2 separate regions of the Danio rerio genome follow, and region 1 is linked to region 2. Evidence: chromatin contacts called from public Hi-C data. All regions are on one chromosome and are shown on one strand. Each heading gives the region's core, a stretch centred on a gene start, on an enhancer-like site or on the middle of the called end of the contact. The rest is flanking DNA. Distances are from core to core; before and after follow the strand shown.

What was found. A called contact is a pair of places that touch in the nucleus more often than the background predicts.
Region 1: a Hi-C map of embryo shows a contact between it and region 2, with 2.6 times the contacts expected there. The contact joins the promoter of hspb15 here to the enhancer-like site in region 2. A contact is called at or near these places in 2 of 18 Hi-C or Micro-C datasets (both in embryo).

What each region holds. Positions count from the first base shown.
Region 1 is chr5:32,935,957-32,943,219 of GRCz12tu, reverse strand. hspb15 (heat shock protein, alpha-crystallin-related, b15) reads left to right here and starts at 4,124. Exons shown (of 3, transcript NM_001098732.2): 1 at 4,124-4,371; 2 at 4,598-4,661; 3 at 4,855-5,946. The coding sequence starts at 4,176. The coding sequence ends at 5,059. dab2 (DAB adaptor protein 2) reads left to right here. Exons shown (of 14, transcript NM_001327872.1): 11 at 1-556; 12 at 641-852; 13 at 1,351-1,440; 14 at 3,139-3,492. The coding sequence ends at 1,425.
Region 2 is chr5:32,801,542-32,809,199 of GRCz12tu, reverse strand. No RefSeq gene overlaps it. Among named protein-coding and RNA genes, the nearest start is that of myhz2, 17 kb to the left of the region's middle. Within about 2 kb of position 2,204, at least 3 of the 62 cell types and tissues checked have an H3K27ac peak or open chromatin away from gene starts, as enhancers often do.

The DNA.
Region 1 (7,263 bases), core at 2,875-5,374, 130 kb before region 2:
CCCCCTCAGGCCGGTGTTCAGGTAACAATTCCAGGACCTCCAAGACCTTTTCCTCAGCCGTCTGCCTTTGGAGGCCTGTCTGCACCTGCATGGGGGCAGCAAGGAGCTTCGCCTTTCGGTCCACCAGCTGGCACACAAGCCTGGGGTCAACCGGGAGCCGCAGCACCTGTTGGGACGTGGCCTGCTCCTGGTCCTGTGGCTAGTCCTTTCCAACCAAACCAGTTTGCTCCCATGATGCCTCCCAATGCCATGATGGGAATGCAGCAGGGTGCAGTAGCTCCTCCTCGCCCTCCACCCCGTCCTCCAGTGAAAGAAGAGCCCCCAGTGGTCAAAAGTGCCTTTACAGCTTTGGACCCCCTCGGGGAGAAGGAGAGTAAATCTGGAAAAGACATGTTCAAAAATTTCCAGATGGTTAAACCCCAGAAACCTGAACCAGGGCCTGATCCAAACACCAATGGCTCATTTGATCAGTACTTTTCCAACAAGGTTGGCTTGGCTCAAGATGCAGCAGATCATGATGACTTTGAAATAAACCAAATCTCAGCTAACTCCAATGGTATACATTTAATAATCATCAGCTAATTAAAATGAGGTGCTTGTTTGGTTATCATTTGATAATTGCAGTTGCTCTTATGTTTAGGGACTTCCAAACCTGCTTCTCAGCTGATCCCTACTATGGATGCAATACCTCAGGCAGCAGGTTTGATCCCAGCTCCAGCCACAGGGCTTTTGGATGTGGCCTTCTCCTCAAATCCAGTCCCTGCACCCACAAACCCAGCTCCTGCAGCAGGCACAGATCTTTTTGATGACACTTTTGGAGTGAACCCATTTGGGGCACCACTCATGAACACAGTATGTACATTTGAGTTCGGACGTTTCATAGAGTTGCTGTGTATTACTGTTGTACTGTGTAGCCATGGGCCGGTATAAGATTCTGATGGTATGATAACCATCATGGTACTGTGATTACTGCTCTAAAATATAATTGTCTGGGTAAAAACAATATATTTTGTTTTAAGAAACATTTTAAAGTATTTTGGAGCGTTAAACATGTCAGGCTAGATAATTCAAATGAATCATTGACTTCTGCTGTCTTCATTAGTTTCAAAAACACAGATTTCATTACAATTTAAAAACACATCTTTGGATATCTTTACTGCTGGAGATACTGTTGTACTAAAAAAAATAAATAAATAAACCTGTAAACCTTAAGCCCTGCTCACACTGTGAAATTTCAGCGTCAATTTTGTCATGCGAGACAAATTCGGGAAATCTTAAAAGAGTCAGTTTTTGTGATTACATGTTTAATCAGGTTTTGTGTGTTAATTTCATTGTGCTTTTATATTATAGAGCACTCCGGCCACTCAGAATGCTGCTCTTGCAGATGCTTTTGGAGACCCGTTTGGGGGAAATCCCTTTGCCTGAAAGTTACCACTGCTGGTGAGAATCTGAATACATTCTTATTGTTAATTTGTTTATGTACAGTTTTAGATTATAAAAATTGGATTGATTTAGTTTAATCTATTATTATTATTATTATTATTATTATTATTATTATTAAAAAATCCATAGCTTTCATAGTTCAGTTCCAACATCTATTTTTAATCTGCCCGCAGCATGTTAAGAAAAATTCAGTCTTTTTAAATCTTAGAAAAGGATGAACTTTTTTTTTTTTTTTTTTTCAGCCTCTGGCACATCATCAAAAAACACTTCACCCATGCATTGCATTCAGGTGTTATTTGGGGATTTGCATCATTTTATATTCACTGAAAGAGCAATATGGAAGTTTGATTCTCACTCAACATATTTCTCTTTGATTACATTCAATCATGCATTATATAATGACTTTTTTTTTTTCAGTACGATACATGGGAATTATATATATTCAGACAAGGAGTTGCTTTTGAGTTCTGAAGCTTGCAGTATTTATTTGTATATCAAAGAACATGCTAATGAAATGTCAATTCAGCTATATGTTAGGGTTAAATATAGGTAGAAATATAATTTAAAAAAATTATATTGCAGAAATCAACCTCAGTTCTGATCAAAACTACTAAATTGTTAAATTACAGGATTTTAACTGTTTAATTGCCAAGTTGGTGAAAAAAAAAAACACACACAAAATGACTTATTTCCAATATAAAAAGTAATTGTGGACTGGATTTTTTTTAACCTTTTGTCACAGTCTTGGACATGTGAAAGATTTATAAGAACATTTCCTTTGATGTATTGTTAGATTTTTCACTTTCTTTTTCCCTCCCTAAATTTACAGTCAGTGGCTGTTTTTGCCCCATTTGCTTCCATAATAACCATATTTGTGCGCAGTCTTTGTTTTTGTTTACTCCATTTCTGAGAGCTGCATGCATGTTTTGACTTAATGACATCAAGGGAAGTGCACAAAGGTCACTGCCACACATTCAGATACATACACACTTTAATTTTCTGTTATACTTCATAAAATATCTAGAAACTAAGCTTTTTTTTTTTTTTTTGCACAAGCCTAAAGGGTGCTACCGGATAATCAGCAGTCAAAATTACTAATTTTACATCTTCCCAACAGGAAAAACCATCAAAAATCAGAAATGCATCATTATATGGTGTCATTGTTTTGTAATCAAAAAACGCCGTTATAATGAAAGTCAATGGAGAAAAACAGCCACCAACAGTAAATTAGGGAGGAAAAATTAAAATCAAAGTCAATGTTGTCTTGGTTGTCACCAAGACAGGGATAAAAGCTTAAATCCAGTCCACAATTACTTTTTTATATTGAAAATACGTCATTTTGTTCTTTTACCAAATCAATGACTTGATTTATGAATTTGGCAATTAATAATGACAGCATTTTAACTCTTTAGGTAGTTTTGATTCAGAACTGAGGTGAACAGATTTTCGCAAAAAAAAAAAAAAATTTGTAAAATATATTAATCTGATGCATTAATGTGTTGTAGTAAATTTGGCTCGAGTTTATTTTTTTTTATTTAAAGATTTTCAAAATAAGATTTATCTAAAATAATTTTGCTAGCTAAAACGCAAAAAAAGCTATGGCCGAATTGACTCAATCACCCCAGAGTGGATCCCCAACAGTACATGAGGTTTATTATAAAATCTAAATTAATTAGGTGTTGTATTTTATTTCAGTACACTCCTGCTGACCCAGAGCTGCTGAGCGAGAGGGCCACACAAGCACTGCAGCGTTCTACTACTTGGAAAAGCACTGTTTAGAAAACTCTTGTATTCTGTGCTCTGCTGTTCTCATTCACACTGTATATCTCCTGTAGTCTATTTCTGTGCCTTTCTCACTGATCAACCCCAAGTCACATGTGAAATGAGCTGCACAGTGAAGTAGCTGATGTAGGGTTGTAATTGAAGGAAAGTAAAAAAAAAAAAAAATTCATGTTAATGGACATGATTTTCCTCTATGCAAGTATTCCTGTGCATTCATAATTAAGTAAAATGCTTAATCCTAATTATTCATTAAAAAAGACAAATCTAGCGCTGTTTGGGTTTATTTTTTGTTGTCTTTTGCTCTTAATTTATAATCGGGTACAAAAATAATTGGTGTTGCGCATGTAGTTGTAAATGTTGTTTACAAGACTGAGGGATTCTCTAGAGCTGAGATAGAAGCTGTGAGTACATGCTGTTGTGCAACAAAGTTCATCACCATGGGAAAGAAAAGTACTGAGATGTGACCAGAATACAGAGGCCTCTGTTATTGCCAGTGCACCTATTGTCATGCGCCAAGAATTTGCCATTAACCCTCCACTTCTATTAATACAAACAGGATGGCATCATTCTGTGCAAGTCAAATTGTAACACTGGAGTGAAAGCCTTTTTGTTGACGTTTGGGGCTGGATAACTGTATAATCTGGGATGAGGTTTTAATAGACAAGGAGAGTATAAAAGAAGTCAGTGGCAACTTCCTGTAGATTTTTCATAAGTCTGGGTAATTGTTACTGTCTTGGCATCAGGTATTAAGACCAAAACAGAGTATTTTTCTTTAAAACATGTCTCGTCCTTTGTTTTATCGAAATGGTTGCTGGGACCCTCTTCACGAGCAGCCACAAAAGACTCTTTTCAGCGAAAACGGCAACCTCCCCCATTTTCTTGAACCTGATGAGGTTAGCTGGATAGAATCAGCCAGGAAGAGACTAGGGACATCAAGTTGGCCAGGATCGATGCCTTTTCCTCTCTTCAGCTCATTGTGCAAGGAGATTCCATCTAAACCATGTTCTGGATCTGAAGGACACGTTTCTGATGCTGTGTGTGAACAAATGATAGGAGAGCAAGACTGGAAAGTTTGTCTAGATGTCGGTCCTTTTTCTCCAGAAGAGATAAGCGTCAAAACCAGGGACGGATACTTGGAAATAACAGGTATGTGATGGATATAAATGTTGTCGGAGGAATCTTTGAGGCATGTATTTGTTTATTAAAAAAAAAATAATAATATATATATATATATATATATATATATATATATATATATATATATATATATATATATATATATATATATATATATATATATATATATATATATATATATATATCCCAAGGATTTCAGTGGCATGTTTGTTAAGTTAACATTTTTCTTTTACAGGTAATCACGAGGAAAGACAGGAAAATCACAGGCTGATCTCAAGAAGCTTTGCAAGAAAATACAAGTAAGCCTGTCGGTCTCTACATGTAGTATGTCCTGTATATAAAAAAAGTAATTTAAATAAGTTCTGTCTAAAACTCAACAGAAATGTTTTTTTTTTTTTTTATTATTTTATTTATTTTTACTCAAAACATTTGCATAAATTATAGTTCTTCAGGCTGTTGCTCCAATCACTTTTTTCTTGTGTAATTTATTAGGCTTCCGGCTGACTTAGACCTAAAACAGATCAGCTCCATGCTGTCTCCAGATGGTGTTCTCTCAGTTGAAGCTCCATTAACGGGCTCTAATATCAGTTTCCCAGGAGAGATTGTCATCCCTATTCACATGATGGACAAACGGTTACCTGCAAAAACGGATGAACTATGCCTCACCAGTAACCAGAGACATTCAGACTCTCAGTAGTTACTGGGTAAACATAATCAGTTTAACAAATTGTCACCTTGGAATTACAAGGTTCTGTCTGCGTTCTGAATGATTTTGAGCTACAACGTTTTTGCATTTAATAGCAAACTGTGTGTGTGTAACATTATAATTATTATTATGTTTTTTTTGTTGTAAACGACTTGTATAAAAATGCCATAATGTAAGTTGTCATTTAATAAGAATGTCAATAATTATTTTGACACATCAGATAGAATCTTAATTCTAAGGTGACTAAATGTACAGCTTCTTATGTACAGATCACTTCAAAGTTGTTAATAGGTATTAGTAAAATGTAAAAGATCTCAAAATATGAATCTACTAATTTTGCATTTTTACAGACCATGAAAATGAGTCATTATTAAAGAGTCTGTTTAAGACCTTGAGTTTTCAGCATTCCTTTTTGAAGATACATTTTTATCTGTTAAAATTCAACAAATGACAATTAATGGCAAATCTAAAAAACAACTTTGAGGCGATCTTTAGAAGCATTTGTTAATACTGGCTTTGAAAGAGAATAATTATCATTATAAAAATAACAGGCATTACTAACCAATGGTAATAGGCAAAATTTATGGGGTTTGCTATTTTGTTTTAAGACTTATGAATAATGCACTTCTTGCTGTTTATGTATAAAAATATCTCAAAGATGATCATGCCTATGTAACCAGTACTGACGGTCTAAAAAAAGAAAAGGGAGAACTTTTCCTAGATTCTCATGCTAGAACGATATATATTTAGTTAAGGCATCAAATTGGAGCTTGTGTTGTATAAGGCCGGGACCATCTTTTTGTTTAAGCAAAACTGTTTTAATGAATTTGTTACTTACAGTCTTGTAAATTATAATAAACCAGAACTGTTTTGAGAAATTGTGAGAGGATCACATTAATTTACCTAATTACTGTTCATGTAGCCTGGTAAAGTTTCTGTTCACATCCTGTAGATGGTGCTGGTATTTAAAGCATGCAGCTGACAACAGGGTTTCTGTGTTCGTTCTGCTCGTGTTGCAGATCAATGACACGCTTCTGAAACCCAAAGCCTTCCTTTTAGTTTCCTTCTTTGGATGATCAGATGTATAGAGGCAGGTTTCTCCTTACCCGCACAGTTGTACCTTTACTATTTTCATACATGTTCCACAGCTTTCATCACATTACTCTGTAGTCATCAAACGATATATCTGTTACCCTATGCTTGTAGGCGGTGATGGGCAAAAATACATTGAAATGTATTTTAAAATAAAATACCAAATAACTCAAATTTACATGTTTCAAGATAAACTACAAATTACAGCAGCCACTAAATATCAAAATAAAATATTCTATTTTGGAAATACTACAGAATACCTACTTTTACAAGAAAGAATGACATTTCCTTGCAAACCTTCCATAAATAGGATATCTGATTAGTCTCTTCCTAAACCCTAAACTGACTCCATCTTTGACAGCAATAGCATTTCTCTGAGCAAATTTGATTAGCTAATCTGCCAGCTCATTCACCTCTAACTTGTTTCTCTTTCATTTTAGGATACATTTTGTACAATTTTTAATACAGAAAGTCCTGACTTCAAGAGGTATAATCATTGTAAAAACCATGAAATGTAGATATAGAGTTGGAATATAGCACTATATCTCTTTGTTTCCATCCATTGTGTGGCTGGTAAAGTTGCCGCAATTTCTTAACTCTTATAGTTTATAAGGGTGATGTGTGAAAAGGTTTAAAAAAAAAAATAATTTCTCACTTTTTTGGTAATCTAGTTTATTGCCATTTGAAAACTATTAAAATGTCCAGTTTTAATAATTTTCATAAATAGGGTTTTTTTTTTTTTTTTTTTTTTGCAGTTGTACTCTTAAATGCACAGCATAAAACATATCAAAAAGTTGTCTCTTTGCAAATTGACCCTTCATAAACATTTTAGGTTCATATTTATTTGGAAATCGACACTATTCTAACATTTTTTGACACCATACACTAACAATGGATTTGAAATGAAACTAACAAGATGTGCTTTAACTGCAAATACCCTCAAATTAAAGCTGACAGTCTGCATCCAAATCAGGTGAGCGCTGAAGGAATTACAACAGTTTGCAGATGTGCTTCCCACTTGTTAAGGGTCCAAAAGTAATTGTAACTGTTTGGAACATTCTTACAAAGGTAGAACACACCAGTGAGCTCAGCAACACCCAAAG
Region 2 (7,658 bases), core at 955-3,454:
ATAACGTAACACATTACTTACCATAAAAAGTAACTAAGTAATGCAACTAGTTACTTTTTGGGGAGTATAATTCAATATTGTAATGCATTTCTTTTCAAAAGCAGCTTTCCTCAACACTGGTTGTTAAACTGTTGCACTTTTTTGTGTTGTCAATATGTGCTTGTTTTGTTTAGACCTGTTGGTGTGTGTGTGTGCCGTTGCGTGCAATGTTTGTATGTTTAAAACCCCCTCTGAAAATATTAAGGGTCGTTGGCATCGTTATTTTGGGGGTCGTAGGCCTAAAAGTTTGGGAACCCCTGCTGTAGTGCACATGTGAATATTTTCTTTAGTGTCTGAAATGACCAAACAGTTATCATAATGGGCTATTCAGACATTTTTGGACAGCTTGGACCTGAAAACAGTATTCCATACATCACAAATTAACAAGTGGATCAGATAAGCTTCATGCATGCTACAGTACCATGCTTGAAATTAAATGTTCAACACAGGTAATGCCCAGCACTGATGTTGGGTGAGGGGATTGAATGTTCAGGTCTTGGGCGTTTTGCAGGCCAGTCTATTTCATCAACACAAACATAATTTGTTTGTGTCCTCTCTAAACAGTTTTAATAAGTTAAACATGCACAATTCTCCAGAATTCTCAAGAATTGCTGAAACCATTCATTCAGAGGTGGCAGGTGCAAAAAGATGTCTCTTTAAAGGTGCTTCTCAGTTTTTAGATCTACATCATTCTGAACAACATTTGTATTCCGAAATGGCTCAACAGAAACTTGATATTTGTGTTAAATTAACAAATATGCCAAAGATATTACATATTTGCATTTCTTTTCATATTAAGCATGTCTTTAAAGCTATCCTATGACATTTTGTCTTATTTTTCTTTAAACAACTGTAGGTTTCACCCACAGTCCATGCACAGTTGGAACTTCTGGCCTTCACAACAGCTATTGCAAATCGATTATACAGTGCTCAGCATAATTGAGTACACCCCATTTTAAACATGAATATTTGTATCTATTTCTCAGTAAATATAGGCAATGCACTTTGGTGCATTTAAATAAAACAGATTTATTAAACAGATATGTTTATTAAAATAATATTTTAGTCACCAAAAATATTTAGAAAATGAAAGTTGCAATTAAATTCAAGTAAATATTGCAAAAAAATGACAACCAACAAAATTGCAACCAAATTTTATTTATTTATTTATTTATTTTTGCTTTTCTTGATTTTTCCACTTTTTTAAATTTGTATTTAATATTTTTCTATATCATATAAATGTGGGTGTACTAGTTTTTAGACTGTTATCGTAAGGTATTGTGTTAGATAAGCTTCAGATTTGGCAGTAGTGCTGACTAATAATGTATATGCACAAATACAATATTGTAGAGCTTCCTATTAAAAATATGAATTTAAAAGAGAGATTTGTGAGGGATCTACTTATATATGCTGAGCACTGTATGTTAAAAAAAAAATTATATATCAATCACAGACGCCGGTGTGCAGAAATGCATGTTGTCATGAATTAACTTAATTGCTCATGAATTAACTTAATTAACTTAAATCCTGTTAGGAAAGAAACAATATTGTATTAATAATATTAAATTTGTTTATAACATTATAACAGATATTAAATACATTTAAAGAAAGGTTCAATGATTATTAAACTTAAAAAGGCAGCGATTTTCTTACTAGTTGACTTTCTCATACCACAGACAATAGCTTTTGTTTCAGTTTTGTAGAAATTAATTATTGTAGTTTTTTTTTTTTTTGGTTAAAAACTGATGAAAATGTTTGAATGTTTTTGAGTATATATTATGGCTGCAAAATACTGGGGAAATATGCGGTATGTGACATTTCTCCACAGAAATCCTATTCCATAGCTGTTTTTAATCATTTATTTATGGACTGTAACCATCAAAATAACCAACCAATATATATATATATTTTTTTTAAATCCAATTCAGATGTAAAGAATATATGTGAAGGTGCAAACATTTAGAATTCAAAACAATATGAATGAGTGAAAACCTCAACAGACATTCAGATTTTATTATTATTTTTATTTTAAATTTTTTGGCTGTTGTTATTCACCACTCTTGTCTCTGCTCCCCCCATTAGTATGTTTGTTTGACTCTAGGTTCACCTTTGGGCCGCTGTAGCCAATAGCACCTACTGCGGAGGTAGTATAACAATAGTAAGGCATCTGATTGGTCAAATCTTTATAAAAAAGCTACAATAAATGTAATTTATTGCACCTCTCTGTGATACAGACATTGCAATAACTATAATATTAGGATATATTATGCAGCCCTAATATACAAACACACACAACACACATAAGGTACATTTCTTAACAAGTTCAATATTTACTGCCAATTAGCCCATCAAAAATATTATTTTTTGATAATATTTTTCTGATGCATGCAATACTAATTGGCTTCAATCAATTCATTACATTTGTCATTCCATGCAAAAGTTGGAAGTCGTAGAAGAAATCAATGCTGCTATGCTTTAAGCTCTTTACCGCATTCAAAGCTATTTCCTTAATGATTCAAAACTTGCTTGGCATCCTATTTGCATGTTCCTGCAAATGTTGCCAAATGCCAACCCTGACGACTGCCCTGCTGCGCCTTACAGTTCAGTCTTGTCTGAGCCAAACAGTCAAGGAAAGCCAAAGATACATGTTCTATTTATATACTTGCTCTTATGTCCATATCTCTCACAGAGCGTTACGCATGTTTGTGGGTGGAGTAAATCCCTGGTGAATAATCCTATAAAATTAGAAAAACATGTGTTTAAGAACAACTGCTATATTTTGAAAATTTTCTGATGGCTTATTTAATTTGAAAAGTCTCAAAATTCCCAAAGGCATTTTTGATAGTGGCAGTATTAATTTACATGTAAAGTACACTTACAGTTGAAGTCAGAATCAGCCCCCCTTTGATTTTTTTTTCTTTTAAATATTTCCCAAATGATACGTAACAGAGCATGGACATTTTCACAGTATTTCCGATAAGATTTTTTTCTTCCGGATAAAGCCTTATTTGCTTTATTTGGGCTACAATGAAAACTGTTTTTAATTTTTTAAAAACATTTTAAGGTCAAAATTATTAGCCCCTTTACGCAATATTTTTTTTCGACTGTCTACAGAACAAACCATCATTATACAATAATTTGCCTTATTAGCTTAATCTGCCTAGTTAACCTAATTAAGCTAGTTTAGCCTTTAATTGTCACTTTAAGCTGTATAGAAGTGTCTTGAAAAATATCTTGTCAAATATTATTTACTGTGGTCATGGCAAAGATAAAATAAATCAGTCATTAGAAATGAGTTATTTAAACTATAATGTTTAGTAATGTGTAGAAAAAAAAAGTTCTCTCCACTGAACAGAAATTTGCGAATAAGAATTAATGGGGTGGCTAATTATTCTGACTTTAACTGTAAATGTGAATTTTAGTGCCCGTAATGTGTGGATTTTACTTTTAAGAATGCTGTACATGAAATCACAGCTAGAAGCATGTCAAGGTTTGATGCTGAACTGTACGGGCAAGTCGTTTGGCTTAATATTAAAATGGAAAAAGCATTAAGAACAAGTTGACAACTTCACACCTGCTGTGTTTTTACTGCTTTGGAGTACTGTGATTCTGTAAATACTCTGAGATCAGCAGCTCATCAAGGCTTCCCCACAGCAATAATTTATATCCACAAATACGAGCCAACAACTATCAAGCTTCTCATCACTCACGACTCTAAATGCCCCCATGGAGATCTACAATTTAACTCGGACATAAACAGCTAAATCAAAACACGACTGACATGCATGTATTGTACTTTGGAGAAGGAATCATGCTTAAGTTTTTACAAATATTTTCTAATATTTTAATATTCTTTTTTACTGCCCAATTTACCAATTAGTTGACCATATTTTGATTGTTTTAAATAATGACTGTTAAAGTAATTTTAAGAATGACTGTTTTAAATAATGGTTTACACACAGCATTGTTGGTTTACAAAAAAATCATACAAACATAATCCTGTTGCACTACTACACTTGATTTTGGTTTTATTGTAAAATATATATATATATATATATATATATATATATATATATATATATATATATATATATATATATATATATATATATATAAGAAAGCATGTTAAATGAGAATCTGAAATATTGTATGACACACTTCAAAAAATAAAGATCATTTAGTGTTCAAAAATGTCTTATTTTGATTATTTTTTAAATAGATTGCCCTTCATATTTTCTGATTTTCATAGTATATTTATTAATTCTGCTACTTTTACTATAAAATGTCATGTAAGTTGATATTTTATAAATTATGGGATGTGTTGGAAAAGCGGTAACACCAAAGCTCCAAAAATACAAATTTATTCAAGTAAAAAAGTTGACACAAAGCGAAAGAAATGAAATCCAAACATTTTTTTTCTTGGTGGAATATCATTGTACACAAAGCCAGATAAGACATCTCTACATGTTCTTTCAGTTTTAACAGGTTGTTTTTTACTGCATCTTTGCGTTGTTTAATATCTTGAATCATATCAAGGCATCTAGTTTGCTTTCATTGGTCATGTTCCATACAAGGTCCTGTATTATGATACTTGTGAGCAGTGCTCCTAATCAAATGCCTCCTGACACATGAAAAGTGTATCCCTTGATGTACTTTCCCTATCTGGTTTCCGCTGTCAAAGCAACATTTATTTCCAACCACACCAACTGCTTAAGTGTTGTAGCAAACAGCTGCAAGCTTAGTTCGGCACCAGCTGACAACCTTTCATGGTCAAGGCATAATTTAGTTAACTGCAGACCTGTGCTTATTTGTGTATTTTAAATGTGTTAAAAACATATATTAATAGCGCATATTACAAATTCAGTTTTCTGAATGCACTGAATAGATTAATAGCAGCTTGGTTGTAAGGTTTCAAAGACTAGTACTCCTTTAAAATATTCTAAAGGTCATAAAAGGACTGTTGCAGAAGCTGTGCATAAGTTATTTATAGGCAGTCTCATTTCTTTAACTGCCTTAATGTAACTTAAGGATAAAGTCATATTTTATTTAACAGTGGCATATGAACCTAATACATGCCAGTGTATGTTTTATACTTAAACATTTTTTAATGTTTCAGAAAATTAAATGTAGATATGCAAGAAGAAAAAGTCCATTTAAGTCCAACAACTACAGTTTAGAATAGTAAAACATTATGAAGATAATAAAAAGATAATCTTAATGGTGATGTGCTTTTTAATTTTTAAATGAATTCTTTACGTATTTTATTATTGCATTTTAAGTACTGAGGAATTAGTTTAAATGGTCTAATCATTAGAATTATATTATTTTCTGAGCGTGTAATCTTTAGAGAGAATTGTATAAAGGGATCCAAAACAAATCATCTGCTTTTATTTAGAAATCTTAGCAAGCTCCCTCGTGTGGTCGTCTAGTGAATCTGTGAGTAAGGAAACATTACACTCCTTACCAGCACCTATTTCCAATGCAGACACAAAGTCCTCCGCTGGAGGGCGCAATAGAGTTAGAAAGCAACATTCTTGGTTAAATATCAGAATGTCGCCTGACTCTTTGGAGACGTTAACACTTTAATATATTGAATTTAAATCTTATATTAATTTGTGTATAATGTACAGAGTCAATTCTAAGCATTGACATGTGACACATTAATGGAAATTCCAAAAAAGGGAGCATTCAAAAAAATGTAGCAGCATGCTGTTTGTTTAGCTGAACCATAAAATCAGCTGGTATAATTCTTTTGATTAACTTATACTATAGAGTGAAGAAAACTCTTATTAACCCATCATACCTGATTAATGTTTAACAACATGTAAACTCCTGTGAATCAAATTAGCCAGATACAGCACATGTGCTCTGAATTCAAGAGATGGAAGCAGGTTGGCCTCTGTCTGCTGCTCCAACAGAGAGTCAAGATGGATTTAGATAAAGCAGAAGCAAATGTTTGACAGAATTGTTTTGTGTTTGTAACTGTAAGACTTACTAAAAATCTTCCTCTAATTTTGCAGGATCCCACCGTTTGTTGGGACCACTTTGCTAGGACTCCTGTTAGGGAACATGCAGGATTCATGTAGAAACCTTGCAGGGAAAAACATAAGTAAAACATCTGAAAATGTTAATTATTAATTACGAACTTGTTTAAACAGCTTAAAGATAAAATGAGACAAGTGTGAAGAAAATGAACACTGAACAGATCGGCCCATCCTGCAGAAACAATTGGACTCTGAACAAAAGATATTTTCACTTATCTTATGGCTAGGCCCACACAGAATATGTCAATGCTGAAATACGCAGATATTTAGCCCATCGTTGAGTCTATTTATTTACTTGTGTAAATGTGTGTAAGAAAGTGTTTGATGATTTATTTACAAATACAGTGTAAAGTGATATTTTCTGTCTTTTAGTTTATTTGTTTTATATGACAGACTTGCTTTGTTTACGTGGATCTAATTGGATTTAAATTGTATTTTATATAATTAAGTTTTATTTAAGGGTCTGATTACAGATTTTTTACAAAATTTTCCAAAAATGTTTGCAGATTCTGTCTGGCCCTACTTATGGCTAATACAAATATATAATCTTGTAGATTACTTAATATTAGAAACAAAATGTATAATGAAAACCCAATAGTATCTACAGCAGACTTGCATATGCAAGCTGAGTTTATTTTCTTAGCTTATCGTTTTTTTTATTTTTATTGTTTATTATTATTAAATCCATAAACAGTGTATACAATATAAGTATATATACCATGCAGTCTCAGTCACAATGCACTCAATGGAGCTAGTAACGTCACTGTGATGGGTAGGGTTAGGGGCGGGGTTATGTGTGCTCATTAAAAGCATTGCATGCAGATCATATGTCTGAGATGTCTGCATCGTGTTTGCATCTCTGAATAACACAATATGTAATAAAATTAAACTTAATTTATCAAAACGTGATTTATCATTCATTTTTAGCCCAAAGTAACCCAAGGAAACATTTTCTCAACACTTATAATTTTTGAACTCTTGGATTACAAATGATTAAATAGTTTATTTTGATCAAATATTGTATTATCATTTTTACATGAGCACTGGTTCATTTTATACGTACATTGATAAATTGCTCTGACCTAAATATAAGTGCAATTATAGATATCTCTTTTTTATTACATGTGCTATTAAATTTAGCTATATACAGTGATAAATGTGATCATTATGGATTCCTTGCGTGTACAGAAAATTGCAGACTGAACCCAGCGAACACACTTTTTGTTTGTTGTATAGATTTTGGAATTTGGGGAAAAAAATTTGTGCTAGTTAAATTCATAAATATTTAACGTAATATTTTGTGTGTTACTTTATTAACATAATTTACACTGTAACACAAATGACAATCATTTGTAATGTAATGTTACTACATAGTGGAAAACAATGTTTAGTAGACTTTACTTACAATAAGTGAGTAAACCTGTTGCTTGTAAAACAATTAGTTGACTTTACCTAAAAAAGTCAGTAAAACTGTTGCCAATTTTTTAAATAAATGACTGTATGTGCAAAAGAATTAGGTTAAATCAACTTAAAGATTATAAAGGTTAACTAATCTTTTATAGTAAGGTCAACCTT